Linked DNA regions of Arachis hypogaea: region 1 is linked to region 2. A link is a contact called in public Hi-C data. All regions are on one chromosome and are shown on one strand. Each heading gives the region's core, a stretch centred on a gene start, on an enhancer-like site or on the middle of the called end of the contact. The rest is flanking DNA. Distances are from core to core; before and after follow the strand shown.

The links. A called contact is a pair of places that touch in the nucleus more often than the background predicts.
Region 1: a Hi-C map of an unstated tissue shows a contact between it and region 2, with 8 times the contacts expected there. The contact joins the promoter of LOC112756011 here to the enhancer-like site in region 2. A contact is called at or near these places in 4 of 8 Hi-C or Micro-C datasets (leaf and an unstated tissue).

The regions. Positions count from the first base shown.
Region 1 is chr6:115,366,940-115,373,924 of arahy.Tifrunner.gnm2.J5K5, reverse strand. It overlaps LOC112756011, which reads left to right and starts at 4,162. Exons shown (of 5, transcript XM_025804399.3): 1 at 4,162-4,625; 2 at 4,984-5,111; 3 at 5,175-5,287; 4 at 5,601-5,792; 5 at 6,097-6,389. The coding sequence starts at 4,357. The coding sequence ends at 6,126.
Region 2 is chr6:115,326,867-115,333,350 of arahy.Tifrunner.gnm2.J5K5, reverse strand. No RefSeq gene overlaps it. Among protein-coding and RNA genes, the nearest start is that of LOC112756009, 9.0 kb to the right of the region's middle. Within about 2 kb of position 5,175, at least 2 of the 3 cell types and tissues checked have open chromatin away from gene starts, as enhancers often do.

The DNA.
Region 1 (6,985 bases), core at 2,913-5,412, 42 kb before region 2:
TATTATTCTTAAATTCGGTCATATCTCTAAATCATGTGTTTTTTTTTTTTTTGTGTTGTTCGTATAAAAATCAGATTGTAATGCAACCAAGGAGACTAAATTGTATACATACAATTTCAATATCGTATAAAACACAATCTATATACATGATAGCATGATTTTAATTTTTCATCGATTTAGGTCATGCAATATAGTGCATGCCTAATATAACCTAGCTAGAAAATAGGGTTTGAAAGCTAGAAAGCGGAAACATAATCACATTATGTTACACATACATGCCTAGAAGTAACAAAAATAAGAAACGCAGTAAGGCAAACAATTACACCTCAACATTGCTATATATGTAGGACAATGGAGAAATTGTTCATATATATATATAATATCTGACCTGTGACTAGTGTTGAGAATATCATATTGCTATCTTATGTAAAGATTGATCAAGACACGTAGTAGCTTATATTATAGACAACTATATATAGCTTGTAGGAAATTGTGGCTTTCACTAGACAAACCTTGGGAATTAGGGCATTATTTTAAGTTTTTGAATAATGTTAGAACTTTTTTATCATAAAAACTTTAAGATACATTCACTTTTTATTTTTATATGGAGTTGACCATGGTAATTTTTTAGATTATAAATTATTGGAAGTTAATTTTAAATGTGATATCGTTTAATTTGAAATACAAAAATTGGACTATCTTTTGATTTTTTAGAAATTGGACTTTTTGATTTCTACTTTAAAAAGATTAAAAATTTTGAGGTACAAAATTTGGAATAATAATTTCTGTATCTTCTGCAGTTTTAAAAAATACTCAAAATTACTATGTTAAAGTATATCACTCATCTCACATCTATTAAAAAAAAATTAGCCACATAATTTTAATGGTAAAAAAATATAAACTAATTCGATTTATAATAAAAATTGAATTAGTTTGATAGAATATATAAAACAAGTTTATTTGATAATTTTATGTAATATTTTAGATAATTTTGTCAAATTAATTCAATTTATATTAAATTAGTTTATATATTTTATTATTGAAATTGTCTATGCTAAATCTTTTTTATAGTAAAATAATGTAAATTATTATATTTAATTAAAAAACTATTTAAATATGTTTTTATTTACAATTAAATCTACACTAGGTAAAATTTATGTTCTAACTATTAATGAAATAAGAATATATTATTATAGTGTCTTACAAATATGAATTACAAATTATTCTTTTTCCCTTAGCTTAGCTTCTTATATACATGTATTGAAGAGTAAAGTATCGTTTTTGTCCCTAACGTTTAAATCGTCCTATTTGTATTCCTAACGTTTGTAAAAGTGATTCAATGTTATCCTGCCATCAATTACACATCATGAGCGCTTTAGTTTGAGTTTTAAAAATCTCTTCTTGAAGTTATAATACAAATGTCTGAGATAAAATTGATGATTTATTCCGAAAAATAACTCATCAAAAGTTGAAAATAATTCCTACAACATTTATATAATTCACTTTTCTATAGACATAATTGAATCTAAACACAAATAGTGGGTATAATATTAAAATCGAACACATCTAAGTGAGATCTAATTGAGAATGAATACATCCAAGTGAGAATAATTGAAAAATATAATCTGATTTGTTAGTATAATTGATAATAAGATAATATTGAACCATTTTTATAAACGTTAGGAATATAAATATGACGATTTAAACGTTAGGGACACAAATAGAACTTACCCTAAACATCAGAACAAAAATAATATTTTACTCCGTATTGAATATTGATCACCATTTGATGTGTCTTTATCAAGAACAAGAAAGGAAGGTTCTAGTCTTTCTACTTCTAGTAGGCCTAATCTACAAAGATATTGTTTTGACTTTAGAGGGGTAAACGTACACATATCATATAGGTAATAGTAAATCAATCACCCAAGACCAAGATGATATATATGTTCATCATGTGACATGGATCTATCTTTTCATTCTTTTGTCTCTTCCTTTTATTATTTGGCTTGAATTATTTTGGACTGCAATAATTGCAATAATGTCTTAGCTTGAGGTTATCTCAAACAATATCTATATGATTATGTTAGGTTGGATGAGGATAAGATTAATTATTGAACAACTTTATTTATTAATTTAGATATGATGTTTGAAATTGAGCAACAAATCAAACCGTTGCTGAATTTCCAAAGACATGCACTAAACATGGATATGTAACATGCATGCATGTGCCTAGAAAATGCATAGACACATGTAACACATAATTTTGTTTTGTTTTATATATGTTGGGTGTTGTAACGCATGGAGTGGGGGGTCACATATGTCTAGGTTAGAGATAAATTAAATTATTGTGCAGAGCTATCTAGTAAGTCCATTTTCGCTCTTAAATAAAAAATTGAAGAAAAACATATATATATATATATATATATATATATATATATATATATATATATGTTTTGATGAGGTAATGATATATAGCGACTTATGTTTTATTTGCTCGAGATTCATTCACTTGTTTATTTTCTCATTATTATGAACTAAGAAGCAAGTATAGAAAGTGGGCAAACTATTCGATAGAGCTATCATAGAGTTCCATTAATAGAGTTGTCAATAATAATTTTAAAGTTGGCCAAACTCTCTTTTTTTTTTTTAAGTAATTATTTATTTTCGTTTTTGAATTTTTTAAAATCAGATACTTTCGTCTTCTAAATTTTAAAATATAAAAAAATAATTTTCAAAGTTTAATTATATTAATTAAATTAGTTTCTATTTAAATTATTTTGTTAATCACTAATAGAAAATACTAATATAGAACGTTAGCTTGCACACGTGCCGTTAAGTGTTTATACGTGCGAGCTGAAAGAATTAGTCTCTCGACCTTATAATTTTCCATCTTTTCAACACACTCTCATTCGCCACAACAAAAAGAATAGATTAAAATTAAGTACAAAGGAAATTATTCTACTTTTTATTCTATTTCTTAATGTAACATGAAGTGGACTCATTTAAACTTACTTGTCTATATTACCATAGTTTGGATAAACTGAAATTGAACGGAAGGAAATTACTCTACCTTTTATCCAATTTTTTGATACAATAAGAGAGGGACTCACTCAACCTCATTTGTCTATACCATAATTTTTTCACGAAACTCTCAAGTGATTTTTCATTCCTCTAATCTATGTTTGACACCTACAATAGTTTAAAAGGTATTTATATACCTCATACTAGGTTAAAGATAAAAAATCTTAAACCAAGTAACATAAAGTCCAATATGCTAACAAAATAAATAAAATAAAAATACATGAAATTAAACTTAACATTTTAATATTTAAAAAATTTAAGCTAATAACTACAAAATAATACTTGCACTCTTCATGATACACACGAACATTTAAAACACGTATCACGAGTGGAGGCGATATAAAAGAGGACAAAGTTAATGATGAAAAAGAGGAGAGGGGCAATGGAAGAGGAGTAGAGAAGGGAGATTGGAGATGATGAGAAGGAGGAGGAGACATGAACTGTTATAGTGGAGAAAAGTGTGTTGGAAAGGAAGAAGGTTGTGGAGTCGAGGGATTGATTCATCTATCTTACCACAGAGATTGATTCGTCCATCTCGCATATGTAAATATTTAATGGTCACGTATGTGACTTAATGTTCTATGTTAATATTTTTTGTGAATAACTAACGGAATAATTTATACGAGATTGACGAAATTAAACTTTAGAGATTATTTATAATTTTAATATTTAAAAGACTAAAATGTCAAATCTTAAAAACAATTCGGACTGATTTGAGTAATTATTTGTTTTCCAAGGTGCATTAGAGTTATAGCAAATTAGTAAGCCAATTTGTTATCCATAGAGTAAAGCTGTATTCAACTTAACAACATTTGTTAATATCCAAAAATAAAAATCACCTAACAATCTTGTCAAGCATTTTCATGTTTTTTCTGGGCTTGAATTACACTTTTTGGGCCTAAAAAATATGTCAAAGGGTCAGAGGTACAAAATATGATGGCCCAAGAAGTAAATATTCATACTGGGCTTCAATAAACGGATGGGTTAGGACGTTAGGTCATAGTTGATTACTAAAGCATAGCCATTTTGACAAAAGAATTTGGGCTTTTATTTTGCTTTCAACAATTACCAATTAGCTTTGTGGCTGAGGCTTGTCCCAATGGCAAATGTATTTGCTTCTTAAAGGTGCTACATGGGTTGGAATCTCTCTGATGAAAAAAAGAGTATCTAATGGGTGTGTGTCAGTAGAGTGAATGTGTGTGTATTTTTGCTTAATTGGTTATTTGTTTTTGTAGTGTGTGGATAATAAAATCGAAGTGAATCGTGGATCCATCCATGGCTGGAATTGCGTCCTTCTTGACCCCTTGTTCATCTCTAAACTTGAAACCCCTTCCATCCTCATTCCATCTTAATCCAACAACAAGAAGACCCTTTCATCATCTCACAATCACCAAGGCTCAAGGAGACAACAACAATTCCAATTCTTCAGCTACCTCCAATGACCAACCCCTTTTTGTCACTGCCCAGGATGTTCCATTGGAGGGTGTCATCCAGTTTGACAAGCCAACCTCCTCCTCTTCTTCTTCCCGTATTCAAAAATGGGGGTAATCTTGCCTTTTTCTTTAAATTTTTCCGAGTCAAAATGATAAAATTGTGAAAGAATAAGAAAAAGAAGAGAGAAAGAATATTATATTTTGTATTTTTTAATTGATTGAATTGAATTGTATTATGAAGATAAAATTAAATATATATATAGCATTGGCCTAAAAATAGATAAAAGCAAATAAAAATAAGATAATAATAATTAAACATAAAATAAAATAATAAAGATTAAAATTGTAATTGAATTTATGTATTCTGTTGAACTGAATTTGTGGCGAAACTTTTTTATTGTTGTTATGGATTAAGGTGAAAGAATAGTTTAATATTTTACAAGTTAGTGAAAACATGATTATTGTTCAGGCGTGTGGCTCTGCTAGCTGGTGTGGATGTATTGGCCTTACTTGTCTTTGCCACCATTGGAAGATACAGTCATGGATTATCTACCATGGACCTCCAAACCCTGCGAACCGCCGATCCTTTCATAGCCGGTACTTTGCTTCATTCTCATTAGATTGTATAAATAGCACTCTTGATTGGATAATGCTGCACAGGATGGTTCCTTGGTGCTTACTTTCTTGGAGGTTACAGCGAGGATGGCCGAGGGATGAAGGGTCTCCCCACTGCTCTCATTGCTACTGCTAAGTCCTGGGCACTTGGGATCCCTGTAAGTTGAATGCTTTCTTAATCAACTCATCAATGTCTTCACTAGTATAAGTAAGTTCGATTAGGAGCTACAAAGAGTAGACTGATTTTAATCCTTCTAGTTATTGATAGCTATGCTGGAGATGACTACAGTTTAATTTTCTGTTTTATTACCTAATAACTTTGTACTTTCTGGTTGCTTCACCTTGTTGTGTTGAGCTTTTTGTTTAAAAAAAAAAAAACCTAGTATAAGTAAGTTGTGAAGCAATCATTATCCATTCAGTTTGCTTTGGATTCATAAGCTTCTTATTTCATTGTTGTCATTTTGTTTACAGATAGGAATAGCAATAAGGACCGCAACGTCCGGTAATCTTCCAAACTATGGCTTCATATTTGTGAGTCTGGGAAGCACTGCTGTTTTGCTCATCACATTCAGAGCATTGCTCTATACTCTTCTTCCTCTCCCAAATAAAAGCAAGGCCGACGACGATGTCTATCGCCGTGGCAGTCCTTTCGAACTCTTTGAGGTATACAAAATCTTAAGATACTAAAATTCATAACTCTGCTACATAATAGTTGTGAATCGTTAGATGACTTAATATATTTGGCCAAACTGCTTAACATAACATGTATCCACATCTTAGTTATCATCAAGTTGTCTGTTTTAGAAACGATTACAAAAGATCATAAGCTATGTAATATGCTTATCTTTTTTTGAAGAAAAAAGAATTCATTTCATAGTAAATAACTTAAGGGATTGAATGGCCATATGTAAAAGCATTGAGATATTGAATCATCGTGGAAATGAAAACCTTTTGTTTTGTTTTGTAGCTGCTCACATCATTAGTACGGAGGTGGTAGCAATGCTTTACATCAGTTTCCTAAGCTATTCTTCCATTTTGTTATGGATTCCGGGATTCGCATGAAACAAGTAAGCTTACATGTTTATAGATGTGTACGAGTTTTCTATGTATCATATTATTATTTTACCTTTGATCATACATTGGTAACTATGATCTGCCAGTTTGTTGAGGATATCCTATTTTTTCAATTAGCTTCTATTTATATATAATATATCCTTAACAATGTAAATTTGTTTGAGTAAATGAGTTGATTTTAATGTACACCTAGTATGGTATGGTCAATAAAATTATTCTAGGTGTAGGTTCTGTAATTTGTAGCTATCTATTAGTCATCATTAGTATTTTTAATGATGGGAGATTACATCTAATGGTGTGGAATTATTCATCTTTTCTTTTGCTGATTAAGTATTGACCAGATTTTAACAACAGTGCCCTATACTTTTTCTTTTTGGATATTATTTGATTAGCACAAATGCTAAATTGTCTTTAACAAATACATTTTACTAATTCATATGTGTAGATTCTAAAAAATGTTAGCGCAAACGGTATTGATTTATGTATGCAAACTCTAATAAATATAAATATAAAATGTAAATTATATATTTTTTGTATAAAATTTTGATAAATATGAATACAAATTATTATTGATCAAAATGATAATATTTGTTAACTGTCTAGCATTGTTCTATTTATACATTTGGTTTATACGCGACATGTGTGAGTCCCACTTTTTTTTTTTTTTGGTATTAAAGATGGGGCTAAAGCCCTGTGTGAGTCCCACACTATTTCTTTAGAATTAGAAGAAGGCTTTCAGGCCCATTTAGGAAGTCTATTTAGAAGTAGGCTTTGAGCTTATT
Region 2 (6,484 bases), core at 3,926-6,425:
TATAATAAAAGTGAAACACCACAAACCGAATTGCATGAGAAACAAAAGGTGAAACTATATAATAATATAATAAAGATTATTGGTGGTCAAAAAGCTACCAATTCCCATGGAAAAATATAGGAAAGTAAAAGATGCATGTATGTACATCAATCTTTAATTTTTAACAGAAAAAAAAAAGGTAAGGTCCATTTCAATTGTATGGGTACATTTTTATTTTTAATTTTGTTTCCTTATATCCATATTCTACAGACATTATTATTAGTCAACAAATATGATTACAAAAATTTTATTGTGGACATCCTAAGCACCAAAAGTTAACAAAGGACACTTTCGAGAAAGCACTTGCGCATGAGCTGGATCATATATATATTTCTTATCACAAGTTAAGAAAATATTTTTTATTTTTAATATTTTCTATTTTTATTATTTTTCAATAGGATTATGCTACGTGTACACTAAAATTAGCCACCAGTATAAAATACATGTTGGAATATAAATACACTATAAAAATAAATTAAACCACACATGTATTTATACATAAATATATTGGTGGCTGATTTTAGTAACTAATTTTAGTGTATAAATCAAGGTTGTCAAACTCGCGAGTCTAGGTAAACTCGTGGAGCTGACCTAGACTCGACTCGTAGATTCGACTCGTAGACTCGTACGAGTTTACCTGTTATACATTTTTTATAAAAAATATATATATATCATGTATAATATATATATTTACTCAGATATAGACATTTAAACTTAACAATTTCAACATCAAAACATATAATAAATTAACATAATACTACAATTACAAGTTACAACAAGTACTCTAGATCACACATTTAAATTCTTCACAAGTATATATCTAGTTCAACATAAAACACACAATCACACAATCAAAGCTTCATAAGACACAACCAAAACACAAAAGAAAACAACAAAGCAATAATTAAATGTTCTAATAAAGTCTAAAACTCAAATCCTCCAATATCGTCATCTTCCATGGCATCAACATCATCATCTTCACCATCTTCATCAGAAACATTATTTCTTTCAAACATTTTGTATTTTTATCCCTACAAATCAACAACCCAGATAACAAATTCAGATTCAGATTATCCACTAACTAAATTCATAACTAACATAGTAACACTAACATTTCAGACTTCAGAGTTTCAGTCAGATATTCAGAAACACTAACAAAAAAAACCACAAAGTATTAAGTAACAGTTTAAAGTTTAAACCAGACAAGAGACAACCAGTAAACCACAGTACCACACATTTTAACCATGAAGCATGAAGCATGAAGCAGCATCAGTTTAATTTTTTTTTTCAACATATCAAATCTCATTAACCAATTCTGTGTATGATTTAAACTAAACTAAAAAAAAATTAACCATGTTAACATCAGAAGTTCAGAACCAAAATTGCAGAATTGCTAGCAAGATTGTTAATATTTGAATTTGTTTAAAAAAATTACCTTGGAGAACAGGGCAGAATTGAAGCAGATCGGCAGTGAAGAACAATGGCGACGAACAGGGGAAGGGAGGCAAACGCAGTGAAGCAGAACAGGGAGGAGTGCGACGGCCGACGAACGCAGAACAGGAGCGATGAACCTTCACTGCGTGGTGGTGGGCTCTGCGACTCTGTGTGACCTCTGCGTGGTGGTGGGCTGGTGTCGACGAGTGAAGGTTGGGCTCTGCGACTTTGCGTGGTGGTGGGCTAGTGTCGACGACGAACCTTCACTGCATGGTGGTGGGATCTGCGACTCTGCGTGGCCTCTGCGTTCGATGAGGGATGAGGGATGAGGCGAGGCGACAAGCGAGGGATGAGGGATCCGTTCGGCGTCTGGCCTCTGCGTGGCGGCGCAAACAACGGTGCTGGTAGATGGTGGCGATTCAGCGACGTTGGAGAAGAAGAGAGTGAGTAGTGAGGGCTTGGTGCTGGTGGAGTGTGAGCCTGTGAGGGTTTCGAATTAGGGTTACACTCTTACCGGGTCCCTTACAGGGTCTGGGTTAGTTAGTGGTTAGCTGTAGTTTTTTTTTTGGCTCAAAACGACACCGTTTTGGCGAAAATGGGTATCGAATTCAAAATCGCTGACTCGCTAGCAAACTCGCGAGTTTGAGCGATTCTGTCTGAGTCTAGCCGAGTCTACCCAGAAACGAGTTTGTGTCCGAATCAATTCGATTCCACTACCTAAACTCGTAAACTCGTACGAGTTTACGAGTTAACTCGCGAGTTTAACAACCATTGTATAAATAACATTTCTCTTTTCGATAATATAATAATTGTCTTATCTCATTATTAAAGTTTAAATTAAACTTTGAATCTATTTAAGGATTTAATATTGTAGAGAATGTACATGGTAGCTAGGTGATATATATATAAAATTCAAATGGAAAATAGTGCTCCATGAATTCATTCATGTACACATGTTCATAATTTTATATAAGTCAAGGTGAGAGGGTGACATTATTGTCAGAATCACTGATTAATAATTGCATAATTCATACCAATAATTTATAGTTGGTGTATCTTTTTTATATCGATTTAAATTATTTTAAAAAATAATTTCATGACGTCTACATTCATATTTATTCTTCAATTATTTCACTCAAAACTGTAATAATTTTTATTGCATATGATGATGATCCATATTATTTATTTTTAAAGTCAAATACTTTCTATTAATAACATCACAAATAAAAATAACATCAACACATTATTTAATCTATAATACTTTTATATGAAGGTTTTGTACGTGGGAAGGTCCCCACAAAAAACATGCAGCATGAATTGTATCAGAAATGGTCCCAAAAATATGGTGTCACATTTTAATTTATATTTATCAAACATGGTTGATGTACACATGCATGCATATACACCAAATCCAGCAGTGTCATACTTTTCTTCAGTAATAATGTACATAGGACCATACATATAGGGGACCTAGTAAAACATTTTGAATGTCTTGTTATGTGTCAATAATAAGAAGGATAGAGAATAAAATGGGGGTGTCTCCTATGGATGAGCCATGTTTCATTCAAGGAAGCCTATATAAAAAAAATAATGATACAAAAAAAAAAAAAAATTAATAAATTAATAAATAATAAATTTTCTTTAATATTGACTTTTTAAAAAATAATATCACAAAAATTATACTTTTCATTCCTTGACAATTTTCTTTAAGGCATATTAATTAGTAAAACCCATTAAACGAATAAGAAAATGTTATTTACAGTTAAAATCTGTGATTATATACTCAATTTGGAGTACATATCTCTACATTTATTTTGGGTTCATATATAACTTTATTAAATCATTTTCAATTTTTGGTCCCATCATTTCTCATTTGTCATCAGGTGGTGATGGATATCTGGAAAAAAATGACTTCACAATGAAAAATGAAATCCAACTTCTCTATGAAATTTGAACTACTACTATATACTCTTGCCTCCTTTTAGGGTTCAATTTTGTTTTTTTTGTTTCCATGTTATCTATATTCAATTAAATTTGTGCTATGTGTTCAGAATTGGCAGAGAAGATATGTATCTATTTTTATCTTTTCCAACGTTTGCAGGGCTCATTTGTTCTATTTGATAATTTCTACTGAATATATATGCATGGCTCCAAAAACTACATGTTTTTCTAAACGGATATATTCTTGGTAAAAACTTTTTTTTTTATGGGGTTGGTGAAAAGTGAAAACATAAGAATTTACAGAAAAGTCAGACATCCTAGCTAGTGGTTTAATTTGATCTATATACAATTAATATTAATATATTGCCCATAAGATAATATTTTTGTATAGTCCTCTAATTCTATTTTTTACCCATTTGATATACAATTAATATCTAGACTATTTGCCTAGCTAGAGTTTGATTAGAAAGTCAACTTTTTATGGTTAATATTAATTAATTTTTTTTAATTTTGAATTTTAAATTTTAAATCTTAAATTTTAATTATAAATTCTAAATTGTCTAACTAATAAAATTAAAAGATAATTTTATAATAAAATATTATTTAATATTCCATATCATTGAAGCTAAGATATTTTGATTAAATATGCTGAGATAGTAATAAAGATATAAACAGCCAAAAAAAACCTGTAAACACAAGGACATGGACACATGCCCCCTCTGATTCTGATCTAGACAGTGAATTGAAGAAACCTTATCCCCATTTAATTAAGTAATGAATTAATTAATCATTTAATTGAGAATTTTATTTTCCCTTCAATTGGCCAAACAATTGAATTTCCACAATGGATCAATAAATTACTATACCATCTTAAATTATTTGTGAAGTCAAGTTTGGGATAAACGGAGAAAAAAAAAACATTACTCCATTTTAAAGATCAAGTGTGATGAACTAATTCTAATATTAAGGTTTTTTTTTTTTTTAATTTACTCATACAAATGTCTAAAGTTATGAAGACGAGTTTTAGAAGGGTATAATTTGAGTATAAGCTACAGTAAGACAGTATATATAGAATGTAAATTTGGTAAGTGATGGAAAAATAATAATATAGAAGTAAAAATTGAAAAAAAATATTTTATCATAAGTAAAGTGTTTTAATTATCTTAGGCGTATCATATAAGAGAATAAAAAAATTAAAGAGGACGTAAAATATCGGATATAAGTTGGTTGGTTACAGTAGTGATTTGTATCTTATTTTATATGTGACAAAAAATTAACTCTAAAACTTAAAAGAAAATGTTATTGCACTGCCATTAGACCGGCTATGTTAAATGGAATAAAGTATTGTACGGCAAAAGAAGAGTATAAATATAAGCTAATTGTAGCAGAGACGAATATGTGAAGATAGATGAGTGGTTACATATATGGATAAAATAAGGAATGAAGATACAAGAGAAAAAGTTAGAGTAGCACTTATTGTAGAAAGATGGTAGAATCTCATCTCAAATGATTTAAACATGTGAAAAAAATATCAACAAAGTACTTAGTTAAAAATGTGGATAGGATGAAAAGTGGACACAAATGGCAGAGGAAGAACTAAAAAACTTTATGAGGTGGTCAAAAAAATTCTAAGTATTAGCAATTTCATTATAAATATGATAGAAGACAATGACATTGTTTGATCTATGTTGTCTACCCAAACCAATAGGGTAAGACTTTGCTGTTATTGTTACAAAAAAAAGATTGACCAAGATTTTATGTTTCATGCTATTAGCTTCAATTTTAAGGACATACTTTTGGACTGTGATAAAGGCCTGTTCATGAAAACTCATGGAATGCCAACAAATCAAGGAATTCAGTCTGACCCAAAATGGAACCGATGTGTGTAACAAAGCAATGGCCCGTGACAAAAAAAAAAAAAACACAAAAAAACAAAGGAATGGCCAACATTTGTACGGTTGTACCATAGAGATGAGGACTTTTTTTTTCAAATAAATAAATTAAATATTCTATTTACTTAAATACATAATTTGAGAATATAATAATTTATATTGTATTATTTATCCTATTTATACTGTAAATGAGACAATTATATAAGTATCTCTTTTATATTGTAAACGAAATATGTACAGACAAGATATATAAAAAATTTTAATCGACTATATTCCGTGTACAGATTCGAAATTTGACTGGACCAAATAGTAGATGGAACCCTTAAGTATTGTGTAAATGTGGTGTGGGTGAATTTGTAATGCCTAAGATTGGGAGCTGACAAACCATTTGAAAAAAAAAAATGATTATCAACAAGTATCTTTCAATTAAGGGTGTCAATTTTGATCTGCCCCAAGTGATTCTAAATGCTCCAACATTTCCAGGTACATCACTTAATTAATTAAGGGCCTAAAGTAAAAAGTTTATTAAACAACTTTTTCTTTCAAAAATTTCATATTAAAGTTATTTTAGATGTAACTCTTTAAATTTTGTTTTTAGATTTTTGTTTCTAGTATATATGATATAAAATTGTAACATCATCTAAATTTTTCCTCATACATTGTTGAACTTCAATGATAATTTACTCATTTCGAATTAGAAAAATTCACTATAATGAATCAAAACTTGGGGGCAAAAAACCATTATAAGCCAAGGGAAGTTGAGAATTACCTAAATAAGCCAAAGTGAAAATTGTTTCAGCAATGAGTCAAGACCTATCTTTATGTAATTCGAACCAGTATGGTTCGAACTCTATTCATGAGTAATTCGAACCAGGGTGGTTCGAATTACTAAGAGAGTAATTGGTTCAAGTAAATCGAACCAGGGTGGTTCGAATTACAGGGGAGGAAACTGCAGCACATAATTCGAACCAAGCTGGTTCGAATTATATGGGGAGACGCTGCATCAAGTAATTCGAACCAGGCTGGTTCGAATTACACAAACTGAATTCGAACCAGTCCGGTTCGATTTAGTGGTAGACAGTGCAGTATATATATGGTTCTAAACGTGAGTTGCTCTCATAGAGGGTGTAAGATGGCTAGTGAGGAGAGTTTTGTGGTTTTGGTTCACCACAGAGGAT